Regions from separate parts of the Mus musculus genome. Here regions 1, 3, 4, 5, 6 and 7 are each linked to region 2. A link is a contact called in public Hi-C, promoter capture Hi-C and targeted proximity ligation data. All regions are on one chromosome and are shown on one strand. The core of a region is the stretch at or near the end of the contact, and the rest is flanking DNA. Distances in the headings are between cores, read along the strand shown. Region 1 holds the start of Derl1 (Der1-like domain family, member 1). Region 2 holds the start of Sqle (squalene epoxidase). Region 3 has its middle 13 kb from the start of Zhx1. Region 4 holds the start of Tbc1d31 (TBC1 domain family, member 31). Region 5 holds the start of Atad2 (ATPase family, AAA domain containing 2). Region 6 holds the start of 9130401M01Rik (RIKEN cDNA 9130401M01 gene). Region 7 holds the start of Fbxo32 (F-box protein 32).

Evidence for each region. Promoter capture Hi-C pulls out the DNA fragments that hold promoters and counts their contacts. Hi-C and Micro-C count contacts between places; a contact is called where the count stands out from the background.
Region 1: a contact with region 2 is called in a promoter capture Hi-C map of pre-B cells, with 3 times the contacts expected there. A contact is called at or near these places in 4 of 39 promoter capture datasets (fetal liver, liver and pre-B cells) and 1 of 484 Hi-C or Micro-C datasets (B cells).
Region 3: a targeted proximity ligation map of the SCID.adh cell line shows a contact between it and region 2, with 4 times the contacts expected there. A contact is called at or near these places in 3 of 39 promoter capture datasets (the C10 cell line, hippocampal neurons and pre-B cells), 1 of 484 Hi-C or Micro-C datasets (neural progenitor cells), 4 of 130 datasets of targeted methods (the SCID.adh cell line, astrocytes, embryonic forebrain and 1 more) and 1 of 9 other capture datasets (embryonic stem cells).
Region 4: a promoter capture Hi-C map of pre-B cells shows a contact between it and region 2, with 2.5 times the contacts expected there.
Region 5: a contact with region 2 is called in a promoter capture Hi-C map of hippocampal neurons, with 3 times the contacts expected there. A contact is called at or near these places in 10 of 39 promoter capture datasets (the C10 cell line, cranial neural crest, embryonic stem cells and 6 more), 6 of 484 Hi-C or Micro-C datasets (B cells, the G1E-ER4 cell line and embryonic stem cells), 11 of 130 datasets of targeted methods (the 230-238 cell line, the SCID.adh cell line, astrocytes and 4 more) and 3 of 9 other capture datasets (adipose tissue, liver and macrophages).
Region 6: a Hi-C map of B cells shows a contact between it and region 2, with 8 read pairs. A contact is called at or near these places in 2 of 39 promoter capture datasets (liver and pre-B cells), 1 of 484 Hi-C or Micro-C datasets (B cells) and 1 of 9 other capture datasets (adipose tissue).
Region 7: a contact with region 2 is called in a promoter capture Hi-C map of pre-B cells, with 2.9 times the contacts expected there. A contact is called at or near these places in 2 of 39 promoter capture datasets (the C10 cell line and pre-B cells), 1 of 484 Hi-C or Micro-C datasets (pre-B cells) and 3 of 9 other capture datasets (adipose tissue, liver and pancreatic islet).

Annotation. Positions count from the first base shown.
Region 1 is chr15:57,890,531-57,893,859 of GRCm38.p6, forward strand. It overlaps Derl1 (Der1-like domain family, member 1), which reads right to left and starts at 1,888. Exons shown (of 8, transcript NM_024207.4): 1 at 1,613-1,888. The coding sequence starts at 1,765.
Region 2 is chr15:59,313,530-59,316,773 of GRCm38.p6, forward strand. It overlaps Sqle (squalene epoxidase), which reads left to right and starts at 1,563. Exons shown (of 11, transcript NM_009270.3): 1 at 1,563-2,600. The coding sequence starts at 2,316.
Region 3 is chr15:58,087,782-58,091,321 of GRCm38.p6, forward strand. No RefSeq gene overlaps it. Among named protein-coding and RNA genes, the nearest start is that of Zhx1, 13 kb to the left of the region's middle.
Region 4 is chr15:57,910,655-57,913,728 of GRCm38.p6, forward strand. It overlaps Tbc1d31 (TBC1 domain family, member 31), which reads left to right and starts at 1,545. Exons shown (of 21, transcript NM_001081396.2): 1 at 1,545-1,737. The coding sequence starts at 1,661.
Region 5 is chr15:58,132,877-58,136,409 of GRCm38.p6, forward strand. Atad2 (ATPase family, AAA domain containing 2) reads right to left here and starts at 2,206. Exons shown (of 28, transcript NM_027435.2): 1 at 1,931-2,206. The coding sequence starts at 2,098.
Region 6 is chr15:58,032,414-58,035,547 of GRCm38.p6, forward strand. It overlaps 9130401M01Rik (RIKEN cDNA 9130401M01 gene), which reads right to left and starts at 1,881. Exons shown (of 6, transcript NM_029418.4): 1 at 1,671-1,881. The coding sequence starts at 1,787.
Region 7 is chr15:58,213,494-58,216,971 of GRCm38.p6, forward strand. Fbxo32 (F-box protein 32) reads right to left here and starts at 1,399. Exons shown (of 9, transcript NM_026346.3): 1 at 1,003-1,399. The coding sequence starts at 1,118.

The sequences.
Region 1 (3,329 bases), core at 638-3,137, 1.4 Mb before region 2:
AGCAAATACCAGCAGGTGGCATGTCGCAAGAAAAAGGGAAGGGAAGGGAACAGTGAAGGAGGAACACTCTGATGGACAGCAATCAGAGAAGGCCTACAAGGGAAAATGGCATTTGGGCAGAGACCTGAAAGACACACATGAAAGTGAATGAGCCATGACTACCTTTTTCAGGGAGAGAAATAACATGTGCAAAGGTCCTGGGGTCAACTTAGGTACTGCAACAGCAAGCCCTGGCACGGACTTTACCCATCCCAGTTCACAGATATGGGAGGAGTCTCAGGAGACTGACAGGACATGATTTCTGTTCTCACACGATTGCCCCGGCTGCTCAGCAAGAACAGAAAGAGCAAAGCCGGCATGCTAACAGCTTTCGATGGAGAAAGGCCTGGATTCCGAATAGACAGCTGAGGCAGAATCAGCTGTCTAAGCTGACAGATTCTGGGGTGGGGAAAAGAAGTCAAGAGGCCATACAAGATGTGCATCTCGATGGCAGAGCACTCAGCTAGCACGTGCTATGCTCTGGGTTTGAGTCCCAGCACTAAACAGGAAACCCAAAAAAAGAACTCAGGGATGTCTCTATGACTGCTAAACCCCCCTAGCAAACACAGTTGCTATTTGCAAAGATGAAAGGGAGATTTGATTATATGTCTACTGGTCACCAGGTGGTGATTTCCACCACTACAATAAAGATACTCACATATCCGACAGTCTCCCATTCATGTGTTTATGCCCCTTGTATGATAAAGATCTAAGTCCAAGGGATGGACTACAGAGGATCCTATAACGGACTCCAAGAGCATATCCCAACATCTGGGTGAGGAAAATGAGAAATCAGCAAAGGAGACGAGAAAATAACATCCAGTGGAAAGTAGAAAGAGAAGGCTAAGGAATGTGTGGAAATCCAGATCTAATATAATCTGAGCGTCCCCTGATTAAATTTTTATATCACAGAATCAATAAAAATAACCTCTAGGAAACTAACATTCTTTGGCTTAGAATGATAATCTTGACTAATATCCTTAATGCTTAAGAAAATTAGTATCTCCCGTTTCCTGAGTAGTTTATTCATTCACTGGTAACATTTAACGGCTATATGCCAGGTGATCGGATAGGGCCCGTAGGAAATACAGATAAATTAATTCTTATTAATATCTGCCTTTACACCACTGCTTTAGGGAGGAGAGAGAAACTGTAAACACGCTAACAACCCACGCAGAATTATGTCAAGTAGACACCACTGATTAAGATGGCATCGCCACCCACGACATAGATAGAAGGAGGGAGGAAGACATTCAGGTAGGTGGGCCCAATTTGCCAACAGAATGGCAACTTACCTCTCACTTCAGAGTGCGGAAGGCGGGAAGTACAATCTTGCCAGACAGGTATTGTGAGTCACGTCCTAGCAGGCCAGTCCGCGACTCTAAATTATCTAAGCCTTAACACTCGACCCCAGGACCTCCCGGGACCCAAAGGACCCCAGCCTTAAACCCCTGGAGGCGGACGCACTACAGATCCCACCAGCCCCAGCGCGCCCCGCAGCCCGGCGAACCCGTTCCGTAGCCGCGGGGACACCTGGGGGCTGTAGTCTCCACCGCCCTACGCCAGCTACTACCTGGAAGCGATAGAGGAAGGCTTCGGGCCAGAGGAAGAAGTAGGCCGGGCTGATGATGCCGAGCTTGCCGATCAAGGGGACAGCAACGGTGGCAGCAAACCAGTAGCGCGTGATGGCCGGGATGCTCCTGAACCAGTCCCCGATGTCCGACATGGTCGCCCGTCAGGTGACCGGCTGCGCAGCGCCGCGCGTCCTCCCGTGCCCACCCCGCGCTCCGCGGCCGGCTTGGCCAGGGAAAGTGGAGGCGCAGCCGCTGTGCAGGAGGCGGAGACCGACGGACGTGGCGCCACCGAATTCGGACAAGCTAGGCAGCGATCACAAGAGAAACTTCCCCTTCCGGTGGCCGCGGTCCACGTGACCAGAAGTGTCCCGGCGGCTTAAAGGGCCAGTGCCGTTTTTGCAGCTCAGTACCGGGACTCGACGTCCTGGGGTGGGGCCAAGCAGGAGAGGCGGGGCGACGACGGCAAGGCTAGTAGGAAACAGTGGTTACCCAGAGCAACGGCCAGTCTTGCAAACCAATGGGGAAGCTACATGCCCTAGTTCTCCCCGGAGTTGTAATCGGAGTAGTGCCTCTTGAAGAGTATTTATTTAAAGGGAAAGGAAGAGATAGCGCATATAGTTCCTCATTTAGTCACAGCTTCAGGCAAATTTTTAGACACTGGGGATGCAGCTGCGGCTGTGAGCACGGTAGCGGTACCTGAACTTTGCAGTCTCAGGGTAGACAGAAAAGCAAATGAGTTATGAAGAAGAATTTCAGAGGATACGGGAAAAGATTAGGATGATGGGGGGGCTAGAGTGGCAGCGGAGGACTGGGAAATCTTGAGACGCATTTGAGACCGCATTTATAATTGGACATGATCTGGTTCATTGGGGGGCTTTAAATTAGAAATGAAGATGGTTGTTTTAAACAAATGGTGGAAAGATACCGATTTCACTAGAACTTTTATTCAGTTGCTGGTTTTTGTTGTTGTTGTTTTGGTTTGGTTTTGTTTTTTTGAAAATATGGTTTAGGATCAGTAAAACTTTCCGTAAAGAACATAGGTGTAAACTGACCTGTAGTAAACTAAGTATCTGAACTTACTGCAATCAAAGAGATTGCTCACCAAAGAACCCTGGACCCATTTCTCTAAACAAAATCCAAAATCATCATTATTGGATGGTGGAGGGAGAGGAACTGTCGGCCAAACTGGAAGAGGCAGTGCGTTGTAAACACAGAGCTGAGGTGTAACATAATTACCATCAGGTCTGGACAATAAGAAAAGAAACAGACTCGGTGTTCTCAGATCGGGAAAAAAAAATTCCTCAAACTTAAAAAATGTGAAATTTGGGCTCTGGAAAAAAAAATTATTTAACGTTGTAAAGGAATTGAAAATCTTAGGTCCAAGTGGCCCACGTGACTCACATCCTCCAGGCAAAGACGAGGTCCATGTGCATTTCCACATACTTTCCAGTGCTCCATTATTTCAAACACTCTAGAAACACTGGCGTTTATACTGTGACAAACCACTTCTTAGCAGTACCTAATGTTGTGAAAGTCACTTCATCTCTCTTTGGGGTCCTTGCCTTTAGAAGGACCTGGTAACTGGACGGTAGAGATGGCTCACATGGGAATGCACCTCAAAATGAGACATCCACATAAAAGCCTAGGAAGGAGTCCAAGGTAGATGTGGGGGAACAGGCAACCCCACACTCAGAAAGCTTGAGAGCAAGAGTTTCA
Region 2 (3,244 bases), core at 313-2,812:
AGTTTGCCTCTTTGTATGCCTGACATGTGGAACTGACCACCAAGATCTCATCCTATGTTCTGTGCAAATGCTGCTTTTTGAGAGTATTAGATACATCTCATTTTCTCCTACTAGTGCCCAAAGGTGGGAGACATTTGGCAAGGTTAAGACTCATTTAAGTTGCCTAGAATTTCAGCTTATTGTTGGTTGGACTTAGGAACATGGAGAGACCCTCATTAGGAATGTGGTGTTAGGGCCAGAGAGATGACTCAGCTGTTAAGAGCAATGGCTTCTATGAGAGGTCCACAGTTCAAGTCCTAGTGCTCGAATGGCTGCTTACAACTGTTACTGTAGTCCCATGGGATCCAGTGCCTTCTTCTAAAGTGCAGCCATACATGTAGACAAAATACATAAGTAAACAAATCGAAAGGAAGGAAGAAATGTGGAGCTAGATAGAGTTGGCTGTGCCTGCTGCAAAGGGTTGGTAGGATACAGTTCTGTGAGACTTACTTCTTTCATTATTAAAGGATAAACGGGTTAAACAACTGTACCTGTTTGAATGACTTAAAAAAAAATCGCAGAAACTAATAAAGATATCTGAGAAGTGTTTAGGGTGAGACCTAAACCATAGATAACTAAGAACTCAACGAAAGCTTGATAATTAAATGGTACTGTCGAGTCTGAAATTCGGTTACATGACAGTAGCTGTGGATAGTATAAAATGATGTTGTTAGTCTCATGAACGACGGCAGATAAACTGCTCGGTTACTTCTGTAACAGAAAGGTAATGCCATTCTTGCAAGACTGCTGTAAGGGTTGAATGAATGTTTGCAACGCTCTGGCATAGTGCTTAAAACATAAAATGATCTTATTAAACAGTTTTGGGATTGCTGTTGATTAGGACATTTTTTTTTTTTTTCCTTTCTCATTCTTTCTTTAACCCGAGAAGGATTTCACTGTGTATCTCTGACTGGTCTGGAACACGCTATGCAGATCAAGCTGGCCTCAAACTCACAGAGATCCTCTTGCATCCCGAGTTCTGGGATTAAAGGCGTGATCCATCTCCACCTACTGACTTCTCTCATTTTCTTTAGTCCTCGTCCACTAATTATGGCAGGTTCGCCGGCGTGTCACGTCCTCCTCGCCTTTCTAGCCCGTGATCATCCAGTCCGCCCGGATGACTCCTGTAGCTCTCTTGCGTTTGAGCCACCAGGAGCCACCAAGAGTTCCTCCAGAGCGAGCTCCACCCTCCGCAGGTGGGGCCTGAGGACCCCGCGGCGGCCAGGCCGAGCGGGCACCGCCCCATTCACCCACCGGCCCCGCGCCCACCCCACGCACCCGCCCCGCACCACGCAACATCGCCCTAGCGCCTCTGCGACTGGCGCCGCGCGGAGTGCGCCGCCCGCCATTGGACAAACGCTCTATAGCGCCATCTCAGCCTACCGCGCGGTGCGCGCTCTCATTGGTTCGGACGGCGTGGGAGGCGGGGTCCGCTCAAGGGGCGGTGCCGGGCCGGAGCCCCGCCTCCCGGTCCCTGGGCTGGGCCGAGCCCGCCGGGCGGCTGAAGCGCGTGGGGCCGGGTTGCGAGCGGGGCGCGCAGCGGTTACTCTGGTTACTGTCCGCGAGGGATGCTGGGGACCCGGCGGGCAGGAGCCTTCGCCTCGCTCTGAAGGACGCTCATCCGAGACAGCCATTCACTCTCGAGGAAGGCAAGTGTCGGTCGGACAGGTTCCCGGCCGTGACTTCGGGGCTTGCTTGAGGAGGAATCTCCAAGGGAGGGCTGAGCTGCCAGGCTGCCGCCGCGCTTCGGGACGCCGTGGCCATCTTTTGTTGGAGAAGGCTGCCGGGGCAGTGTTGCTAAGGGCAGCTTTCCCAGCACCCAGATCCTTCTACGCTCCCGACTCCTTCCTACCGAGCACCTGCTGCTGGTGACAAAAGACCGTTTACAGCCAGGCGAGCGGACATCGAAGTATACAGCCACATTCGCACCCCTCAGCCCAATAGAGAGGCCCGTGTCCATCAGTTGGCTGAATGAAGAAGTGTGTAATCAGGAGCCGTTGGGGTAGGCAGGCTTTAAATGCTGCCTTTTAAGATCTGGACAACTTAAGATACATTTGCACTCTCAATGATTTCAAAAATTGATCACATCTGACTCGTGATCCTGAAACTATTTATTGGAAGAAGTTCGACCGGTTGCCCCGAACCCCTTTGAGAACTACATTTTGGGGACATTTTAATCACTGAAGACCTTCCGAGGAAAAAAGACCCCCCCAAGAGACCCCCAAAACACAAAATCCTCAGCCTTGGCTGGTGCCACCAAAGAAGCCTTTTGAGCCATGTGGACTTTTCTTGGCATTGCTACCTTCACCTATTTTTATAAGAAATGCGGGGATGTCACCCTGGCCAACAAGGAGCTCCTGCTGTGCGTGCTGGTGTTCCTGTCGCTGGGCCTGGTGCTCTCCTACCGCTGTCGCCATCGACACGGGGGCCTCCTTGGCCGCCATCAGAGCGGCGCCCAGTTCGCTGCCTTCTCGGATATTCTCTCTGCTTTGCCTCTTATTGGCTTCTTCTGGGCCAAGTCACCTGAATCAGAAAAGAAAGAACAGCTGGAGTCCAAGAAGGTATGCCTGATGCCACAGTGGGCAAATGAATGGGATCGTATTTTAAACTTCAGATCGAGGTCACTGAAGTTTATGGTTTCTTTAAAAGTCACGAAAGTGGTGGCTTAGAAGCGTCAGTGTTCTCATTTGATTGCGTTTCTTAAAGTTCTGGACTGTGTTGTGGCTGTGCTCTTAGGGAAGATGAAAAGCATTTGTTGTGTGAACCTCAGGGATTGGGTGTTGATTTTGGTAGGAAATGTTAGAATTTCATTTGGGAGACAGACTCACTGTGGCTTTTAATTTAAAATCCCTGGGTAAGGATGATTTTTGTTCCTGACAAGGGAGAATTTGTGTGGCAGGTAAGGCTACTTATAAATGTGATGGCAGACAGTGGAAAGTGACAGCAATTTGAAAAGCAATAAAGATGCCTAACACTTTAAAGTTTTGGGCAGAAATCCGTCCCCCACTATCTATTGAAGCAATTAGTCAGCGCAGTCCGCTCCTAAGTTGAGTCAGAGCTGAATGACAGGCTTACGTTAGAGACTGGATCTTTAAATATTTGTGGTGCCATTAATTACTTCGAGGGAATGATGGGGCCAGTGGTAGGTGATGAGAGAGGAACAGGGCGGCAAGTCAGATCACGTAGGACCTACTAGCCAGGGATA
Region 3 (3,540 bases), core at 695-3,194, 1.2 Mb before region 2:
TGCTCAGAGGCTGAGAACTAAGCAAGCGTGTACCAACTCCTTTGCAAAGGTGGGTCAAGACAGATCTTCCCTAAGCTGTTTCTGGGAGTTATTTGGTTACAAAAGTAGCTAATACATCAAAACTTTAAAGTATATAAACAACAACAACAACATTGTAGCTCTTATTGGGTATTTAGTAGTTTCCTACTTTTATTTTACAAATGGAGTGGCTAGGTCAGCCTCTCCCTAAGACAGCCCTTAGGTAAAGGATCAGGAAAGCCCACCGTTTCTTTGGTGGGTGACACCATTAGGTCCTTCTAAGGGACAGGTGGCACAGAAGTGGGGTCCAACAAGGGTAGCAGTTTCCAGTAGGGTTTGAACTCGAACAGAGAAGACGCCTCGGAGCCATCCAAGGAGAAAAAGGTTGCTGTCTGCCAACGTCTCCTACTACCTGTCAAGTATTTAGAGTAGCGCAGGCTCCTGCTGTTGTTTCCAGCCCACCTCAGATGCCAGGCTCCCAATGCTTGAGGAGACCCCAAATGGCCTATTCTGGAATGCTACAGGCCAAACGGAGATTAGGCGGCATCTACAATATCTATTTTTTAAAAATGTGATTAAGAATGTGGGTTTGAATAATAATAGTAATAATAAAGAATGTGGTTTTGGGGGGCTGGCAAGACTGCTCAGTGGTTAAGAGCACTGCCTGCTCTTCCAGAGGACCTGGATTCAATTCCCAGCACCTGCATGGCAGCTCACAATTGTTTCTAATTCTAATTCCAGGGGACCAGACACCCTCACACAGGCATACGTGCAGGCAAAACACAAATGCACATAAAAATTAAAAATAGGTTTTGTGCCGGGCATGGTGGCGCACACCTTTAATCCCAGCACTTGGGAGGCAGAGGCAGGTGAGTTTCTGAGTTCGAGGCCAGCCTGGTCTACAGAGTGAGTTCCAGGACAGCCAGGGCTATACAGAGAAACCCTGTCTCGAAAAATCCAAAAAAATTTTAAAAAGGTTTTGTTTGTTTGTTTTGAAGTGGTTTTTGGTAGGCAGTGGTGCACATTTTTAATCCTAGTACTCAAAAGGCAAAGGCAGTCAGATATCTGTGAGTTCGAGGCCAGCGTGGTCTACAAAGTGGGTTCTAGGACAGCCAGGGTTATGTAAAGAAAAGCTGTCACAAACACCCTCTACCCCCACACACACCCAAATATGGGGTTTGCTGAGGATGGTATGGCTGTGTTCAAATCCCAGGATGGCTGCAAAGTAAAATAAATATTTCTCATCAGGGCTGGCTATGACTCAGCACCTAAGAGCACTGGCTACTTTTTTTTTTTTTAATAAGACCTGGGTTCCATCTCTAACACCCACAGGGCGACTCTCAGCCATTTATAATTCAAGTTCCAGGGCATCTAACACCCTTTTTTGGACTCTAGGGGAGGGGGAGGGCACTGAACAGAGTATACAGATACATGTGCAGGCAAAAAAGCCATGCACAGAAAATAATTTTTAAAAAATATGGGTTTCAATTCATACATGCCTAGGTTTGATTCCCTCTTCTTCCTCTCCTATGTGAAGAAGCCTAGGTGACTTAAGCTAAGCCGCAATTTCCTTATTTACAAAATGTAGAGTAGAACCTGTCTTGGAAGGCCTTTCTTGAGAATTGATATACATACGAGCGTAGAGTACACGTGAGGGAAAACTTCGATGTGTGCGCTAGAGAATGGAGGCAAATGCACATTGAAGATTGTGCTGATAAGCTGTGGCTTTGTTATCTCTAACAGAAAACCCCTGGGTTGGCTTCACACTTTCTGAGTTTCACGAAGAACAGACTAAGTTATATGACACTGGCATCCAGACACAGGCTAAGTGGACATGGGCATTAGGGCCCATTGATATCAACTATTTTAAGAATTGCCAACCCTTCCCCCCCAAAACAACCAACCAACCAACCAATGGCGGTGACTAACACTTTGATCCCAACACTCAGGAGGCAGAAGTAGGCGAATCTCTATGAGTTCCAGGCCAGCTTGGTCTACACAGTGAGTTCCAGGACTGCCACAGCTAAAACAGAGAAACCCTGTCTTGCAAAAACAACAAAAAGAATTGTGGATAACTTGGAGGAGTACTGGTTCTCTTCTGCTACCGTTCGGCTTTTTCCAACTATCTTTTCAAAATATGAGTCTTTCTGCTAAGGTTAGCATAAGAGAATTTCTGTTAACTTGCAACCTAAGACTCACAAACCAAATAAAACCCATCTGTTTGTAACCCAGCAAATTAGCTGTTGGCTTCCCTCATCACTGTTTATGCACATATAGACTTTCTCTGTAATTTTGTTCTTGCTCTCAGAGCTAAAGGAAGTGAGCACCTACAACCTTCCAGTCCTTTCTGCAGTCATTTTGCAGACTGACTGTATAAAGCTTACACAATACAGTTAATTGGATGGGTTTCAAACTATGAAAACAAATATAAGCAAAGCTAGCCCGTGATTGGTCCTTTCATAGCCTTAGGATAATACATTTAGTGGAAGTGGTTTCTGAAAGTGTAGTAAAAATGATCTGGTATGTTTTTGAAGGGCTACTACTACCTAAATCCTACTCTGCTTTTTATATTCAAAATTTTCAAAAAACAAAAACAAAAAAAACAAAAGCCGGGCGGTGGTGGCACACGCCTTTAATCCCACACTTGAGAGGCAGAGGTAGGCGGATTTCTGAGTTCCAGGCCAGCCTGGTCTACAAAGTGAGTTCCAGCACAGCCAGGGCTATACAGAGAAACCCTGTCTCGAAAAACAAAAAACAAAAAAATTCAAAAATTTTATTGTCTGCACATCAGTGCTTTGTCTGCATGTATGAATACGCACTACATGCATACCTGGTACCCTTGGAGGTCAGAAGAGGGTGACAGGTCCCCTGGAACTGGAATTACAGATGGTTGTGAGCCACAAGTGGGTACTGAAACCTGAACCCAGATCCTGTGGAAAAGCATCAAGTGCTCTTAACCGCTGAGCCATCTCTTCAGCCCCTCCTACTCGGCTTTTTATGTTTTACATCTGTGTGTGTATGTGTGGTGTGTATGGTTGGTGTATACGTGTCTGTGTAATTGTGTGGTTTGTGTGTATTTGTGTGTAGTGAGTGTGTATGTTTGTGTGTGTTGTATTTGTATGTATGTGGTCTGTGTATATTTATGTGTGTGTCTGTGTGGTATGTATGTGTGTACATGTGTCTCTGTATATACATGTGTACATCTGTATGATTATGTGTATAGTGTGTTCGAGTATGTGTGTGTGTGTGTGTGTGTGCACGCATGTTAAGGTGCACATGTGGAGGTAAGAAGCTAACTTTCAGGAGTCAGAATCAGTTCTCTCCTTTCACTGGGCGTGTTCAGGAGTTTAACCTCAGGTCGTCAGGCTCAGCTCACCAAGCCTGACTGCAAGTGCCCTTGACTGGCTCCCTCCTCTGACCTGTTTTGAATCAATATCTTGTGTCACTCAGGCTCATGATGCTCTTGTCTCTGACTCCTACGTGCTGGCATTGCCAGTGAGTATGGCTACTTAGCTCTACTTC
Region 4 (3,074 bases), core at 295-2,794, 1.4 Mb before region 2:
GAGAGAACCTTGTGAGATACCGACTCAAATAGCCTTGCATGAGTGCCCCAAAGGGAACAGGAGACAGAAGCAGGTGTGGGTCAGAAGTGCGGCTGATCTATGTTAATGAGGGAGCAGTTGTAAGAAGCTTACTGAAGCTGACAAAGGGCAGAGGCTATGTTACAAGTGTCATTACAAATAAATAAATAAATAAACCAAGTACCATTACATGCCTCATTAACAACAAGAAGGAAAGACATACATACACATCGGATAAGTCTTTGGCAGAGCCTGACTATGTCTGGATACACACCTTAAGTCTCAGGAGTCATACACACATCAGATGACTACAGCTCAAAACCGATCAGGAGAGAAAGGTCCTTTCCTAGCAGTGTGGTGAACTCAAGTCGTGTTCCCTTAAAAATATTTACACTCTCTTTTGAAAACCTCATTTAATTTTTACTTTAAGATTTTTCATTTATTTTCATATATGAGAAAAGTAAAGAGATATTTGCAACAAACAAAAGGTGGCTATCCCAGACAAAGAAGAAAATCTTTGTTGCCAGACTCTGTTGACACGGAATGTTGAGAGAATACATTTCTGGTCTTTTCATTTGGTTTTTGGTTTTTCGAAACAGGGTTTCTTTGTGTAACTCTGGCAATCCTGGAACTAGTTCTGTAGACCAGGCTAGCCTGACCTCATAAGATCTGCCTGCTTCTGCCTCCCAAGTACTGGGATTGAAGACGTGTGCCACTACTACCTGGCATTATTTCTGTTTTATACGCCAAACGTGGACCGATTTCATTAGAAATCGACTTGCAACTTCATACATCACTGAAGTGGAGTTAAAAGTATTATCTAAATTGCTTCTCTGTGAATTAAGTGCGTTGGCCTGTTAAGCACGCGGGACAGCCACACGTAGTAAGCACTAAAGAAACACTGAGTGAATTTTGCTAAGTGAAAAAGATTTCCGATGCCAGTGCAGCTGGTTCTTGACGTTTTTTTACTTTTCTAGATTATGAGGAGTGGGTTGCAAACCATAATGTGGGAGCATCTTGTAAATTTACGCAATTAAAGCGTGATGAGTATGGCAAAAAATAAACAAAAACAAACCAAACAAAGCGGAATTCATTTAGGTCTGTGGAGTTCTGCCGTGCCTGTAAGTTCTAGGAAAGGAACTCCTCCATTTCTCAACGAACTTGTCTTTTGCATCTTTGTTATTTCTATAAATCTCTTATTCTAAACGCAATAGAGAACGAAATGCAGGAGGCAGCAAGCTCTCAGGAGAAAAACACTTTTGGTGTCTGTTTGAGCCTATAGGTGTCAGAGAATTGAAGTCCCAGACTTGGTTTTCAGAAAACTACAACTCCCTGAAGCCTTTGGGTCGCAGAATTAGAAGCCTCAGAAAAGGGGTGGAGTCTAGAGAGAAGCCGTTGGTTGTTTCCATTGTCCAGAGTGGAGGGACCACAAGAGCGGAGGTGGGCGGATCCCCGTCCTGATTGGTTGTAACTAGAAGGGGCGTCCCCCGCGTGATTGGCACAGTCCTTGGGGGCGGAGACCCCGCGGCGGCCGCTCGAATTTCCCGGGTTGGGCGCGCGGGGACTGCTGGGTAGCTCTCGGGACGGTTACCCTCACCGGGTCAGCCGCGGATCGGAGTCGGGGTAGGGGTCGGGGTTCGACATGCAGAGCACTGACCTGGGCAACAAGGAGAGCGGCAAGATATGGCACCGCAAGCCATCGCCAGCCACTCACGACGGGTGAGGCCGCGGGCTGTGGAGACCGACGAGGGGGCGGGTCTGCGGGAGACTGAAGTGGGAAGCGTGGAGGAGGAATGCTGGCCCGGGGATTCTGACTCTGGCCGTGCGCTGCATCCCTGGGTTGGGACCTCAGGAGGAGCAAGTAGCTCCGGAAACCGTAGATTGCAGTTGTCCCAGAATCTGGTCCCTGGTCACGGTGAGAGGCAGGCAGGAGAAGGCTCTACGACTTGTGCAAAAGAATTTGCAGTTCAGCTGAGTGCCAGGACTCCACCTGCTTTGATTTATTAATGTCTATTCCAGTTGGGGGGAAAAAAAACTCCAGGAGGTGATGGGAGCAAAGAAAGCAATGCACATCTACCTTTCCAAAAGCCGATGCTCTCCATCCTTAAGTCATTCATTACATTGCACACCTGTAATGTTGAGAGCCTAGTGTGGGCCAAGCACGCTTTTCACTATGGAACAACGCTGGAACAAACTTAAGTTCTGCAGTGAGTGTTGCAGGGCCTGTCATTGGTGCGGGGACTTTTACCCGCCTGTGCTTCCTTTTATTCTGTTTGGAGTAGCGGGTTTAACACGCAGCCTCTTGTGTGACGTCAGTGGGAGTCTTTGCCCCCTCCCCCATTTGTTTTGGTTCCCATGGTGCCTGCCTAAGCGATCTTGGTGTTTCTGATTACCTACGTTTGCGTGGACTGCATAGTATCACTTGGGTTCATACCTCGAGGTTTGTTTCTCAAGAGACTTTTCTATTTATCTTTTAGTTGCTTCCCTAGAAATCAGACTAAGTGTTTTTGTAAGCTGAAAGCAGTTATAAGTGGATCAGCCACTTATTTGACTAGCCAGCCAGCCACTGTGGTTTCTGGTGGCTGTCCACCCTTTATCAGTGCTATTCACCCGTTGACCTATTGAATAAACAATCTTGTCAATAGTGGAGATTCTTCGGCGTTTTCCTTTCAGCTCGGAAAGCAGTTTTGAGCCAGGACAGCTAAGTTGAACCAGCCAGCAGAGCTCAGAAAGAACTAAAAAGGGTGAGCTTACTCAGCAGTAAGTCTCAGAGGTTGAGAACATTCTAGGTTTAGATTAGGTTGTCCGGAGGCTAGAAGCTTTGGGGACTAGGCCTAGGTTAAGAAACAAAAGGCAGTAAGCCTCCAGGATGACAGTTATATCAGGAGAATAAAAAACGTGTGTGTGTGTGTGTTGATGTGTGTATGTATGTATATATGTGTGTGTGTATGCATGTGTGTGTTGATGTGTGTATGTATGTGTGTGTGTGTGTGTGCATGTGCATGTGTATGTGTGTGTGCATGTGTATGTGTATGTATGTATGTATGTATGTATGT
Region 5 (3,533 bases), core at 956-3,455, 1.2 Mb before region 2:
TTTCCATGTTTGTCCAGAAAATGTAACGAGGGTGATGACTCACCAAACACTACACATTGGTAACTTAAGGGTCCACTACCACATAAAAAAAAAAAATCTAGTCAGTGCAGATGAGAACCTGTTGAAGTCGAAATGACAGAACTGCCTTCAAAACTAAAACAAGGTACATTGTAGTTATGGGTCCCTCTCCATACCTTCAGAATTTAAGGTCTGTCTCCAACATTAAACCAAGAAAAATCACAATAATGAATTTAAAGTGAATAAATTTTACCATCCAAAGTACCATCTGTATCTGTATCTCTACCATCTGTTGAAAAATATGTGACTGGAAATTAAGAAATATTCAAAGACTAGGGTAAGCAGAGAGTTAAGTTTTTTTGTTTTTTGATTTTGGAGACAGGGTTTTTCTGTGTAGCCCTGGCTGACCTGGAACTCACTCTGTAGACCAGGCTGGCCTCATTAAAGGCGTGCGCCACCACGCCTGGCTGAGAGTTAAGTTTTTGAAACATACATTTTTACTTACATGGGACTAAATATAAAGCCCCCAGTTTATAAAACTTTTCAAATACAAAGCTATTTTATGCTTGGTATAGATGGTGTTTTGTAATATGAATCTGTCGTCCTTGAGGAAAATCCGATATAACACCCCTAATTAGCCTCTAATTAGAAGCTCTACAAAAATACCTTGATTTATAGAAGGGAGGACTTCATTTCAAAAATATAAGCCGGGTGTGGTGACGCACGCCTTTGATACCAGCACTCAGGAGGCAGAAGCAAGCGGATTTCTGAGTTCGAGGCCAGCCTGGTCTACAAAGTGAGTTCCAGGACAGCCAGGGCTACACAGAGAAACCCTGTCTCAAAAAAAAAAAAAAAAAAAAAAAAAAAAAAAAAAAAACCAAACCAAAACAAAGCAAACAAACGAAGACTGTTTCATCCCAGTCCCCAAGGAAGCTACGTCTGTCTACAAGTGATTCACTTTATATAGTGCCAATACAAGATTAGGGTTGTCTGAACTAAGTGGACACTGCTGTGTCACTCCCAGCGCAGCGCTCCTGATCAGACTTCCAGTCTCCTGACCAGCTACGCGTCTGTTTTCCTACTCCCTCACTGCAACCGGACCATCACTACCGGTTTCGGAAACTTTAGTGTTTCTTCCTCAACCTCAACCTTTTTGGTGAACGCTGTCCCCGCTGTCCCCCTTCCACCACCGCCGAAGCCGGGCGATGTGTAATCTCTCCGCACTGGTCCCAGTGATGGGCAAGAAGCATTTGCAAACCTCCCACTACAGAGACTGTAAATGCAGCATGAAGCTGCCAGAAAAGGAAAGCTGTGGGAGGCACAAAAAACCGAAGTTCCAATTCCAGAACTGTCTACCACTCTCTGTTTACCTTTCTGGAGCCCATGTCTTCATCTGTCACACCGATAACCACCAACCAGAAGGTCCTCTAAGGCTTGTCAAGAGACTTAAAGTGCAACCACGCAATGTCGCCGTTCGTCCCTCCATATTATGCAACCTGATATTTTACTTCGCTTGAGTCTCACGATGGAACCTCCCTGGACCGTACATGGAGGTCAGTGGACTCTTTACTGTCTGGGCCCACAACTCAAGATGCTCCCGTGCACGCGCTCCAGCAGTCAGGGGGTTCGCACTCCCCTGACTGACGCGACCCGGGGAAGGAACCGGGAAGGAGGTGATGGGGGGAGCACAAGGTCGGCCCAAAGCTCCTCCGCTCGGCCCTACGCAGCGCTTCGGCTCTAGGTTTCCTCTTGCGTAGAAAGAGGTGGCGACCAACTTGCTCTGCCCGCTTCCAGCCAGTTCTGTCTTTCCAGAACCTTCCACCTCGCTGGTCCACGACAGCCCACTACCCCAGAGCGGGGCGCGCGTCTCCAACCCGGGGCCCAAAGCTCCCCGCCCTAGGTCGGTACTCACGCCCGCCGCCTTGGACGCCGTCGATTTCCTCCCGGCTCGGCGCAATCTGGGCCGCCTCCCGCCGCTGTCCTGCAGGCTGAGGAACTCACTGGACAGGTCCAGAGAGTCGGTGGCCGAGGAGGTGGTGGAGCGACTGTGCAGCTCCAGGCTGCTGCGGAGGACCACCATGGTGCCCCGCTTGCAGAAGCCGGAACCCGAGGCGGGGGAAGTGGAGAACCTGGCTCCGGAGGAGGCTGCTCAGGCGCTCACGCGCTCTGAATTCTGGCGCCACAAACTGCGCGCCCAGCGGCCGCAGCGTACGCGCGCCGAATCCCTCCGCCGCCGGCCACGCCTCCTGACCCCACCCCCAGATCGACGAACCCGAAATTCTCCTCCAATCCGAAGAGCGCGGGAACCGGAGCCGACGCGAACCGAGGCGCCAGCGAACCGCGTCGAGCCCCCTCACAGGAATTTGCGACGTCGTTCTTCCAGCTGTAGTTCCGGCTCTCCGCCCTCAGTGGAAGGAGACGGAGAGAGCGGTGCAGCGTCTTGTTTGGAATTTTGGCGCGTGGAGGCGGAAGGGCCCTTTGGCTCCCTGCCGGCGGCTTCCCGCCATCTAGGCTTCAAACGCCAGAAAAAAAAGGTCCTTAAACCAAGCACTTTGCCTCCGATAGGTTTGACTTTGAGACTTGAAGAGGTTTTTATTGATGAACTAACAAAAATAAACTGCACGAAAGAAAGAAAATATAATGGTCCTTAAAGACAGCTAAAAGAACTGGCAACAGCTATTGGGATAGAATGAGTCATATAAACTTACCCGGGATTAAAAAAAAAAAAAGCTAACTTGTAAAGTAATTACGACATAAAGTTAATGGCCAGTCACCTTATAAATGATCAAATTCTTTCCTGTGCTCAGAATGGTTTGTAGTCGTGCTAGGTACAAATGTAATTCATTTACAGAGACAAGCTTTTGCTGTGTCTATTTTGTCAAGGTTAAGCGTAAAAAAAGTAATTAAATGCAACATTTTTTTTTTAATTAGGGGTATACATAATAGATTATATGATGGCTCTCAAACCCCTCAAAGAGATCTGCTGACTGACATTTTTATTTTATTTATTTACTTATTTATTTATTTTTTTTTTGTTTTGTTTTGTTTTTCGGGACAGGGTTTCTCTGTATAACCCTGGCTGTCCTGGAACTCACTCTGTAGACCAGGCTTGGCCTCGAACTCAGAAATCTGCCTGTCTCTGCCTCCCAAGTGCTGGGATTAAAGGCGTGTGCCACCACGCCCGGCTTCTGACTGACATTTTAAGGTGTTTCATGAAAATGGCTTCCCCCGGCAGACAATACCAGCTCTGCTAGCCTCAGCTGAGGAAGATGAGCAGTAACAGACTCCACCTGGACCTGCTTCCCAGATGCTAACTGGCCACTTGGCAAAGAACTACCCCATCCCTCACCCACTGCCAGAGCCCAGTCCAAACTGTGGACACGGGTTGACTGCTCTACCCTGCCTTGCAAAGGTACCTCAGCTCCCCAGAATTCCTCCTCCGCAGAAAAATCTCTCAGACCTTCTGGGTCTGACATAAGGCCGATGATAGGACCCTCTGTGGCAGCTGGTGGTGG
Region 6 (3,134 bases), core at 631-3,130, 1.3 Mb before region 2:
AAGACAGGGTCTCTCACTGGACCAGTCAGCTAGATCGGCTGCCAGCAAGCCCCAAGGTACTCCTGTCTCCGCCTTCCTGTGCTGGTTGGCACGCCCAGTTTATGTGAGTGCTAGGAATCATGAATCCTCATGCTAGACGCCAAACACGTCACTCACTGAGCCACCAATGACAATCTTCATGATGGCCCAGATTTTAAAAAAAATATTTTTAATACATGTTATACGTATGTGGGCCCATCCACGCTACTGAGCACATACGGAAGTCAGAGCATAACTGCTGGTTGGTTCTCTCCTTCTACTCTTCCAGCTCTGGTGATAGAACACAGTTCATCAAACTCGGCTGCAGGTGACTTTACCTGCTGAGCCATCTCTCTGACAGCCCAATTTTTATTAAAATGATAAGACGGCCTGTGAGATGCCTCGGCGGGTAAAGGCACTTGTCACTAGGTCGGACAACCTGATTTGATCTATGGGCCCCATGTGGTGGAAGGAAAGAATCAACAACTGCAGTTTGTCCCCTGACCGCCACACAGTGCCATGGCTCTCTCACCCACACACAAATAAATGAACGTGGTTTTAAAAAATAAAAGTTGTAATGATCACATGTCTATACATGTCAATGACAGATTTAAAAAATAAATAAAAGCACACGGTTTCAACCACAGTGAAGTTATTGGAAATGACATCACCAAGTGCAGTCCAGTGACTCTTAAAGTGCTATCTGCTTTCTTTTAGAGCAATTGAGAGTGAATAGGGACTGACAAAATTGTGCACAAGACGTAGGAAACTGTGATTATGGCGATGGTCCTATTATAAAAATGCTACAAAGGCACACAGAGCACAGGAAATTTTAACTGGAGTCAGGTTTCTGTGCATCCCAGACAAAGATTTGGAGGATCTGAGGACACATCTGTAAGACGACCTCTTCTGATGTAAACCCACTGGACATAAGGTGAGATCCAGATGTAACTACCAAGAAAGAATTAAAAAAAAAGGATGAAAAGCATTCTGCATGCCCAATTTTCCAGCCCCAAAGAAGCATCTCCTATTCTCTTTTACAATAAAACCTGCTGAGGCTGAAGAAAGTCTCTAAATTCTGTTGACTCAGTACAGTTAACATTGTAATAGCTTGGTTGTATTCTGAGAAATACACTTCACTGAGTATCAAGGCTCATCATAAGCGTGCTAAATTAGTGCCTCTCCTTCTACTGGGCCATCACAGTAAGAAAAACTTTGTTCTATTCTTTAAACACTGGGTCACTCGAGACGAGGTATTTGAGCCACCGTTAGGTTCGGCACTCTGCAACCATTTAGTCACATAGCTAGCCATCCCAACTCAACAATAACATATCCAAGTCTCAATACATTACTAGGAAATGATGAAACATAATTAGCTTGGAACTATTTTATTCTTCTAGGCAGCCAGCAGGCCTGCAAGGATGCTACGGCGGAGCACCTGGGCGGGGCTGGAGGCAGGAAGGGGGCGTGTGATGCTAGCCCGGGCCCGCCTGCAGGACACGTGGGTTGAGGGTGGGGGACGGAGACAGACAACCCGAGGGTACAAGAGTGAAGTCGCCGTGCTTGGTTGCAGGGCGGGTGGACAGTGACGGTGGTGGGCCTCGCCGCAGGCCGGCTCCAGAGCGGAGCGGCAAGAGGGGCAGCCGTCTCACCTGCGGCTCGCAGAGCTTGGCGCGGTAGGGGGAGGGCGGCTCGGGCCGGCGCTCCGGCCTCTGCTCGAACACCGAGTCCTCAAATTCGCCGCCCAGCACCCAGCATCCGGTCTCCATCGCGCGGAAGTGCAACTGGACCTCGAAACGAGGCGACACCTAGAGCGACGCCCATCACCCAGCCTCCAAAGCGCGCGACAGCAGCCGCGCCAAGGCTGCCGAGGCAAGGTAGAGTGTAGAGCGGCACCGGCGCGCCGCCCACACGGAAGCGGTGGGTTGTCGGCCGGAGCGTTGCATTCTGGGAGTGGTAGTCTTTCAGCGGCTGGGGATTTCCGTGGTGGAGCAGAAATTCTTGCCTGACTCCAGGGCCTCCTAAACCACCCAACAAAGGTTTTGACCTCTTTGTGTCTAGAGCTGGATAGAGTGAGTTCCTCCTGAGTACCTCGAATAGTCGTGGTCTCTGGAGAGCCAGTTAACTTGGTAAGTATCAGCTTTAAACCACTGACAGTATTCTCCCCATTTTATTTTGCATTTTATTTCTAAAATTTCTTTCCCAATAACTGTGAGAAGAGCCCGGTTATTCTTATCTTGTAAAAGGAGATACTGGGCTTGAAGAAGTCAGGTAACTTGTTCAAAAGCCCAGGGTCTCTGAAGAAGAGACCAGAACTCTTCACGCATTTACTAAAAAAACTAGACATCACAATTTAAAGACTTGGATCAAGGCTAGCAGAATTTTGAGACTTTCAAGAAACGTTTTGACTCTAGAATGTAAAGGTCGTGGACAAAACACTGGCTTGTGTTATAGAGCACTAATGTGGAGCTAGTAATAAAGCTTTTCTATTTGCCCTCACACTTGCTCCTCTTCCACCAGTTGCTTCCAGGGTTTTTCCTTCAGCCCTATTTTCTACTCTACAGACTCGTACAGGGCAACCCAAACCACCTCCCCGGATTTCAAAATTCATCTGCCCTTGGCTCACCAAATGTGGAACTCAGTGCATATTCAATAGCCTCATTGGAAGAGTCCACGCAGGGAGCCTCCAGGCAGTAGCTACTGTGGGATCCATCCAGAGAAGTTCTTTTTTAATACCTGGGGTTTTTGTTTTGTTTTCTCATCAGAAATGCAATACTTCTTATTAAGAAAAATTCAGATATTATAGAGAATTATAAGAAAAGTTCCTAATATCACCAGGAAAAAAATAATGTCCTAAAAAGGGCTATACTTGCCCTAATCCCAGTATGCCCTGTCTATGCCCAGAACTGTGTCAGCACAGTACTGAAGGACTGCAAGAGCCACGTGTGTGTGGCTCTGTTGCCTTGGCTCGCTAGCTGTGTGACCCAGTCTATAAAATGGGTATTGATTAAAATAAGGCACACAAAGCTTTAGAGGTGAAAGGGGTGTCATGGGTGTATTCAAGATCTCTGCTCCAGGAGCGGAGGAAGAGCAGAGCAAAGGCGGGCAAGGAGGAG
Region 7 (3,478 bases), core at 149-2,648, 1.1 Mb before region 2:
TTGTGTGTGTGTGTGTGTGTGTGTGTGTGTGTGTGTTAATCAAAGGACAGTGGGAGGAGAGAGCACCGAAAGGTGACTTCAACTGCACCAGCGCCTCCAAACAAACTTCTGTCGGTTCCTCAGGTGTCTCAGGGAGTCAGCTGTCCAGGCTGGGGATTGATTCTTGACCTGATACTCTATGAGTGGGCACTTGTTCTGACCTCAGATTTCACTAGACAGCGGAGCTCAGGTGAAACTTCAAGTCTGGGTGGTCTTTCTGCAGCGGGCAGGCACCACTAAGGATGGGAGTGTGCTCACGGTATAAAGACCGAAAGGGCCACGGAGGAAACAGGTGCAAGTGTCTGGTCCTTCCTGAAGCAGAGCACTGTTCTTGCATTTCTTCCCTGCCTCCCTCCGCAGCCCCTAAGCGTTACCACAACGACCCACTCCGCAAGCTGTCCCGGGGCCCATCGGCTGCCCCTCCCAGTCACTTTTTTTTTTTCTCGGCCCACTCAGCCGTCGACTGCGCGTGGGAAGAGCCTTCAAGCACTCATGGCAGGGCCCGTCATCCGGCTTGTGACTACTACCGCTCTTGTACTCTTGGGGTCCTGTCATAGGACAGTGAAAGGCAAACAGCCAAGTCGCTAGCACCCACTTAAAACAGTGACTGCAATTGCGGGATCTAAAGGAAGAGTCCATGAGTTGTGCGCCTGTGTTCAAGTGTTTAGGGACATAATCCCCTATTGCCAGATTGAGGGATCCTGGGTTCTGTATGGGATCTTTTCTGCTGGGAGACACTGTCCTTGATCAGGAGGAGACACTAAATTACCCATCTCTCGGGTTCTGGCGACCTTTACCGAAATCCCGGCACCTCACTCCTGTCCCTTCAGTCGGAAGCCCCCTCTTTATTCTGGCCCAGACCTGCTTGCCCTCCTTCACCTGCCCCTGAGGTGTGCACTTCCCCCTCGTCCCCGACCAGCTAAAATCAGTTTTGTGGGGCTGGAAGTCGGCGAATGTCCTCACCTGCTGAGGTCGCTCACGAAGCTGCCGCTTTTCTCATCCAAGAAGCGCTTCCAGCCGTCCGCCGTCTTCACCCAGCTCTGGCCCGGGGACCGCCAGTCCTGCCCAAGGAACGGCATGGTACAGAGCGCGGACGCGACCGACGGACGGGACGGATTGACAGCCAGGAACCGGCCTGGCTTGCCCAGGGTATGCGGCGCGTTGGGAAGATGCTGGGGAACGACGCAGGCGGCGACCGGGACAAGAGTGGGTCAACTAGTGTGGAGGGCTGCGGATCCTGGGTGGGCGCGGGGATCCTTGCACTCACAGGGGCGCAGGCGTTGGGGAAGGTCGCCTCCTGACTCTGGGAATGCTGAGCGGCTGCCCGAGCGCAGTATTTATCCCGGGCCGCTGCCCCGTCTCTTTGTTGCCGGAAGAGCCGCCTGCTCTTAGCCCGCCCCCCCCCCCCCGCGCCCCGAGGCCACGTGGCTTTGTTTATAGGCTCGCCTTGTTTTCCGAGGCGCCCGCGGCTCTCGCTCTGCTCGCAGTTGCACAACCTTGCGTCCGTGGAAACTTGAAGCCGCATGGCCAGGCCAGATGTCCCGCTGACCCTCGGTGCCCTGGCACCTCTGCACCTCCCCTACTCCCCCATCAGGCGTAGCTGTCGCCACCAAGATCCTGGTCTTGCACTCGGCACTAGGTCCCCTCTACGGGTCCCGGACAAGCAGGGTGTAGCAAGGAAGCCTAGAGAGTTGGGAACTGTCAGTCCCAGAGGGTCTGGAAGCTGCGGGACCGATCTTTGCAGGCAGATCAGCCTTGGGGGAGGCCAGAACGTCTGGGGACGGGTAGGGGTGCATTCTTTGAACCTCTCTTACTGCCAGTACCGACTCCAGGCGCCAGGGTGTGCTAAGTGAAAGAGGGGACCCAGTGCGGTAGGGGCGGGGAGGGACTACCCCCACTCCTTCCGCCTTAAAGCTGTCATTTGATGCGTTTGCTGTCAAGCTCGACTACCCCAGTGGCAAAGGAAGGGGAAAGAAGAGGCCCCCGCAGCGTCCGGACCCCATGGCGTTGAAGTGAAGAGCTGAGACAGTCTTGGGTCCCACTCTGAGGGACTCTGGGCAAGCAGCGCTGGCGTCGAGGCGCCTGGCTCAGAACAAAGCCTCCAGGGTCGTGGAGTCAGGAAGGAGTCTCAGGCTACACTCGCTGCTCCAGTGCCCCAGGGTTGGGCTTTTTTGGCTGTGGAACCACAGGAACCCTTCTTTCTCTTCCTTTACGCAGAGTTCAATTCCTGGTGTTCTCTGATTTCTAGCTATAAAGTCCTCCTGGGTTTCACGGCCGCTTCAGAAAGGGAAGAGAGTCTGTTAAGAGCTTATCTCTCCTAACACGAGGGGGTGGCCAGTCTGTTTTTCAGGTGAAAGGCTGTGGGGTCCTCAGAGAGGGTTAAGTCCGTGATTACCTAGGGTCTTATGCTACTTCTCAACTCAGAGCGATCCTCCCTGTTATGCAGAACATAACTCCCTTTTAGTCTAGAGACATCTCAGCCCAGTGCCTTACCACCAGGCACAGAATTGGCCATTCATAACCATCCCATCTTCCTCCATCCTCTGAGAGAGTGTGCATTTGTGTGCCCGCGGTGGGCAGAGGTCAATGTCAGGTGTCTTCCTTGCTCACGTTTGTCCCTATTTATCTTTGGGTCAGACTCACTGAGCCTGGAGCTCTCTATTGTCTGTACTGGCAGGCCGATGAACCTCTGATTCTTTGGATTTTGTCTCCCAGCACCAGGATAAAGATATAGGTGCTTTAATGGGTTGGTTTGTTTGTTTGTTTGCATGGGTGCTGGGGGTCTGAGCTCAGGTCCTCAAGACTGTTCATCAAGCACTGTGTCCATGGAGACACTGTTAATCGTGATTTGCACGGGGAGGGGGTGGGCAATTCTACCACGTTGAGGCAAATTTGAAGCAAGCTTTAATTAAATACTGACCAGGATAAATTTTGGTCAGGACCACTCTCTGGAATTCCCAGCGTGGCGGCCCCTAGACATGTTTTACAGAGGCTTTGAAGGCCATTGTATTTTCCCAGGTGGCTTTGATATTTTCCAAGGACTACAACTCCCAGCATTCTAAGGAATTACCTAGTCCTTGTTCTTTGGCCGGTGGGGCTTGCAGGTTAATTTTTGGGTCTTATGATATCTCTCTACCAAATCAACTCACCAGTCTCTCCATAGGCAATTCTTGTGTGAATAAGTGACTACTGCTTTAGGGTGACTTCTGGCCTCCCATCATTACTAGTCAGACCTGGGAAGTCACATTCATCTGGACCTACGGTGGCACTGGGCAGAAGCAGAGAAATAAAAGCATGCTAGAGAATTAGCTTCCAGTTCTTTTCTTCCACAGCCCTGCCTCTGTAGCCAGTGGCAGTGTCTCTTCTACTGTGCCTTGAGGCTGGATAGGCCGAGGAACCGAGTGTGTCTTGTGGGTTCTGTGTTGCAAGGGGGAAGGAG